2 separate regions of the Gossypium hirsutum genome follow, and region 1 is linked to region 2. The links are chromatin contacts, called in public Hi-C maps. All regions are on one chromosome and are shown on one strand. Each heading gives the region's core, a stretch centred on a gene start, on an enhancer-like site or on the middle of the called end of the contact. The rest is flanking DNA. Distances are from core to core; before and after follow the strand shown. Region 1 holds the start of LOC107913339 (transcription termination factor MTEF1, chloroplastic). Region 2 holds the start of LOC107893508 (26S rRNA (cytosine-C(5))-methyltransferase NOP2B-like).

What was found. Hi-C and Micro-C count contacts between places; a contact is called where the count stands out from the background.
Region 1: a contact with region 2 is called in a Hi-C map of leaf, with 2.4 times the contacts expected there. The contact joins the promoter of LOC107913339 here to the promoter of LOC107893508 in region 2. A contact is called at or near these places in 3 of 34 Hi-C or Micro-C datasets (hypocotyl, leaf and petal).

Annotation. Positions count from the first base shown.
Region 1 is chrA13:92,155,559-92,158,258 of Gossypium_hirsutum_v2.1, forward strand. LOC107913339 (transcription termination factor MTEF1, chloroplastic) reads left to right here and starts at 1,309. Exons shown (of 4, transcript XR_005907697.1): 1 at 1,309-1,664; 2 at 2,594-2,677.
Region 2 is chrA13:91,958,124-91,960,823 of Gossypium_hirsutum_v2.1, forward strand. It overlaps LOC107893508 (26S rRNA (cytosine-C(5))-methyltransferase NOP2B-like), which reads left to right and starts at 1,264. Exons shown (of 19, transcript XM_041085251.1): 1 at 1,264-1,424; 2 at 1,506-1,785; 3 at 2,432-2,610; 4 at 2,691-2,700. The coding sequence starts at 1,506.

The DNA of each region.
Region 1 (2,700 bases), core at 59-2,558, 200 kb after region 2:
AAAATAACTCTTTTTCTTTAGAATCTCTATAACAATTGCCTTCCTGCTAAAGACCTCTCTAGACGTCTTTCTAAGGATGATGTCTGTTGCCCGGTCTATCTTAATCACATATAAACCTTTGAACACCTTTTATTTGAATGTTACTTTGCTAAAGTTGTTTGGTTTGGTTCGTCGTTGTCTTTTCGCTTTAATTCTAACCATATCCCTACTATCTCTTTTTAGATCCTCCGCTTACTCAAACATAAGGATATTATTACTTAGGAATCCAAAAGATTTTACACTCTTGTTGCTAGTACCCTCTGGATTGTCTAGAAATTTAGGAATGAGCTCATTTTCAATAATGTTGATCCTTGGAGGAATTATCAAGATTAATGATTTTGTCCAATCTATCCTTCTCTCTTTCAATGAAGACTCACTAATTGCCTCTCAACCATGTATATCTAGATTCATGAGATTAGAATTAGAGGCGAATCTAGGGGGCTGGTATGGGCCTCGGCCCCTCTAAAATAGAAAATTTCAATTTAAGCCCTTTAAATTTTTTTAAAATTTTAAATTAGTAAAAGTAAAATAACACTTTGACCCCACTAAGATTATAAAAATTAGATTTAATCTTTTAAAAATTATAAAGATATAGACTATAAAAAATTAAAATTTCATTCAGCCTCCCCTAAAAAGTTATTCTAGCTCCGCCCCTGATTGGAACCGCATCTTCTTCCACTTTGCATAAATATCTCCATTATTCGTCAAAGGTGGGGCAGTGATTGTACAAGAACCTGATGGGTCCCAGTTGATTTTTGGCAAAAGCTATAACCTGTAATCTTCACTTTGTTATCTATTCCATTATTACTCAAATCTAAAAATGTTGATCGTTGTGGTCTCCTCGACAAGGATAATAGATATATTAATTTAATTATTAAGCGCAATATTGTAGGTTGGAAGCTCAAACCAACTATTGAAGACATCCAATCGCTTCTCAAATCCATCACAATTCATCATCAAGCAAGGGACAATTGGTGGCTCAAAAAAGAAACCAAACAGCGGGCAGTTTGTGCCTCTAATCTTTCATCTCTTTCTCATGGCCGTAGCTTGGTCTGCAAAATTTACCCCCGAAAAAAAAACATTTTTTTGGGTCAATAGTCATTAAATTTTTATTCGTCTCAAATATCAAGTTGAAAAAAAAAGAAACTCTTCCTTAAAGAAAAGGCTTGTACAAAATTGGGCTTATGGGTTGTAAATTGAACCAAGGAAGTTGGGGTGAAGTCAGATTGACTATGATGGCCCAATCAGGTAGGCCAAATTTGTCGGAACCTGAAGAACTGTCTTTAGAAATCCAGACTTTGAGATAGGCAATCTGGGAGATGATCTTCAAGTCATAAAATTTTTGAAGCCTTATCCTCTTTCTCTCTCATCTCTGTGTGTGTTTCTTCCCGAACCAGAAAAAGGAAGCGCCACTCACAAATAGCCGGCAATGTACACGCCCACACACCATGCAACACACATTCCTCTCGCCTCCTAAAAACAATCCTTTCCCGCCACCGCCACCCTAAACACCATCATTTTCCCTTACTTTCCCTCCATTTTCTCTCTTTCTGTCTCTAAGAAGCTATGATTTTCATCTCTCTCTATCATCACAACAACAAGTTTTCTCTCAACAATTCATCTCGGTATGTAATCAATTTTGTTTATAATTTCTGTTTAAATTTGTTGAAAAAAGTTTTAGTTTTGTTTTCCTCTTGTTTTTAATGGTTTTGAGCTTTTGGGATTGTTTTGATTAATGTGTTTGAGTTTTTGTGATTCTTGGTTTTATTGTATTTTCCCTTTCCTTCGAAAAAGAATCAAGCTTGATGTTTTTTCTAACCGAAGGTTTATTTTTCTTTGATGAGTTTTTCTGGAAACTGGTTTTGAGCTTTTTCTTTTGTTTAAACTGATGAGTTGTATACCATTTGAGCGAATTCCTTGTGTAATAACTTGATTTCCATTAGAACTTCAGAAATTGGAATTTAGATTCATATTGAATGAAAATGGGATCCGTTACGTGATTTCAGAATCTTGGTCTTATTAGGAACCCGAAAACTTTAATTAATTGTTGAAAATGTAGCTTGTGCTGATTGTTGAATCAGGTCAGTAAGGAGTGAGCTTGAAGTTCTTTGAGAAGAGTTAGACTACGGATTAGCTTTTGTTGGGATTGTTTGATATTCTAATCCGTATTTGATAGGTTGATCATTGATGTCATAAGCCTATAAATTTGTTCATATTCTGAAGTAGATGAAATTTTTTATCCACCAAGTAATTAGAGTTCTTTCTGATATCTATGGCGATGTTTGTTTCCGAAGATGTGACCTAATTTATACTTGGGTTTCCTTTACTTGACATTATTTTGATTGTTAGTTATGTCTTCAAGTTCGAATTTTTGGCCGAATTTCTGGCATTTAGAAGTTGGATTGTCTTAGTGATGTTATTTTTCATTGAATGTGTTGCATTCTATTCGTAGTTGCTAGTTTAGACAAGATAGATCGATCTGAACATTTAAGCTGAAGTTTTATATGGTAGTAGATTCTTATTTGTACTTTTACCTCTCCAATTTCCTTATTAGTGCAGAGATTACTGCTTTCAGTGACTGTAATGAAGAATTTGTGAAGTTAAACACGGAAATATTAGTGTTCCTATCGACAATGTGGTAAGTTCGTTGTCACTGAAAAG
Region 2 (2,700 bases), core at 14-2,513:
AAAAATTGTCAAATAAATAAAAATAAAATAAAATTACATTATAAAAAAATTTACATTAATAAAAAATCACAAAACACTAAACTAAACACTAACAATTTATATAACCTAATAATAAATTGCTAACAAAATAACTATAAAATTATTTAAAAAAAAAATAAATTATTAAAAAATCACAAAACCATAAACTAAACACTAACAATTTGTAAACTAACCATAAATTACTAATAAAATAACTATAACATTTTTTAAAAACAAATTAGGTTATTGATAAATCACAAAACACTAACAATTTAAAACCTAATCATAAATTACTAACAAATAACTATAAAATTATTTTTTTAAAATTTACATTACTAAAAAATCACAAAAAACAAAACATTAACAATTTATAACCTAATCATAAATTACTAACAAAATAATTTTACATTAACAAAAAATCACAAAATACTAAACTAAACACAACAATTTATAACATAATCCTCAATTACTAACAAAATAATTTTAAAATAATTATAAAAAAGCAAAAAAAAAATTACATTCATAAAAATTATTAAACCAAAACCATAAACACTAAACATAAACAATTTATAGATAATAATTAATAACAAAAAAAATTCACAACATATTAATTAACCTTTTCAAATTTAAAAAATTATTTACTAAAATAATATATACCTTTTCTTTCTTTCTTTCTTTCTTCTTCTCCTCCTTTCTTTTCCTCTTTTCTTCCCCAGTGCCTTCATCTTATGGAGGACCATGCTTATAAAGTCCCCCATTTCAAATTTTTTTTTCCCTTTTGGAGGGACAACACTGCTTAGTAGTGTGCACAACAGGCAAAGAGAAGAAAAGCTGGGGCGTGGGTGTTTGGCACAGGGGTGCAGGGGGTCGGAAAGGATTGGTCAGTAGCACCAATGCCGCCTATCTGACATGCGCTACTAGTGCCACCAGTCCAGGTAGCGTCACACGGGTCACAAGTATTTTCAACTCGTATTTTGACTTGTTGACCGTATTTTGACCCTGTATATATATTTTAAAAAATAATAATATTTTTTATAAAAAAGAATTACTATAAAAAAAGATGGTGACACCTATAAAAAAGGCACCTCCTAAAAATATATTATTTTGGTAATTAATCCCACTCACAACTCATTTCAGAATTTAATTTTTTATATTATTTATGTGAATTAGTCAAAAATTGCTTCCGGAAGTTACTCCTAAGCCCAAACTAATAAAATCCGAACCCAAACCCTAAAACAGTCTGAACCAAATTTGGCCCAAAAAAGGGTCTTCCTCCTCCAGTCTTCCTTGAATTGAATTGTATGTCTTCTACTCATAGTACCGTTATTACAAAAATATGATATTATACATACCTTAAACCCTAACAGCTCCCAGAAGATAGAAGCTGCCAAAACCCTAATTTTAAGGTAAAACTTCAATATTGCTTTAGGTTTGACTCAGGTGTAATAGAACAACTCAAACTTGGTTATGTGTTTTTGCTGCTTCAGATGGCGTCTAATAAGAGCAAAGGAGCGAAATCAAAGAACCAACCTCCAAAAAAGAAGCAAAGGAATGATCTTTTCATTGATAAAAAGCGACCCACCAAAAAAGATGAGGTTTTGGATGATGTCTCTGATGGCCACAGCGAAGAAGAAGAAGAAGCTGGAGACTTATTGGATGGAGATGAACAAATGTCTGATTTTGATGATGATGATGTCTCTGAAATTTCAGATGAGGATGATGCTCCCTTGGCTGATGATTTCCTTCAAGGAAGTGATGATAATGAAGGTACCCATTTTTGTCAATTCCTTGTAAATTATGTATATGCTTTACTTGGATTGAATATAATGCCTTGTAATTATATTTTTACGTAACTCTGACTCTGGGTGAGTGTCTTATGGTTATGCATCCAATGCTGCTATACTCAGTTTTGTTCTTTCTAAATTTTGTCATATATTCATCACATATATGCATTACATGGATTTGGGGTGAGTTTTGGAGATGGGTATGTATCCAATGCTTTTTTCATATATAGCATCACAGTATGTGCGAAAGAAAGATATTTTAGAGAAATGAAGAGTTGGAATTTGTGTTTTTAGCTTCAAGGAGGCACAAATTTGTTTTGGACATGATTCATGTGAAGTACTTATTGTTCATGGCCTTTAGTGAGTTTGTGGATGGCAAACTTGAAATTCTAGTTTGCATCTATCTTGTTGTTCAAGTTCCCATGTCATGGAAGTGAACATTTGTATGTGTGTACCGAATAGACGCTCCTAGTACAAGTTTGGTGAAATCGTAACTCATCAAGTCTCCAAAGCCTAGCAATAGAGCTTTCCATGCAGTGGCATTGCAAAGTATTTTCAGGTTCCATAAATTTCACCATGTTTCAAGCTAACTAATTAATAATGGTTATTGTTCTATCATGTTTTTGCAGACAGTGGTTCAGGTTCCACTTCAGGTTCGGGTTCCGATTCTGATTCAGATGAAACAGATATAGAGGAGAAGTCCAGGGCTATCGATGAACAACGTGCGAGGGAAGAAAAAGATGCACAAGCTGAGATGGAGCTGAACATTAAAGAAGAGTCTGATGAGTTCAGACTGCCAACAAAAGAGGTTGCCCTTTGACTTGCTGTTAGTATCACTTCAATTCTATTAAGGTACTTATATGTCCTCCCTTTTGTGGTATCACTCAGGAACTTGAAG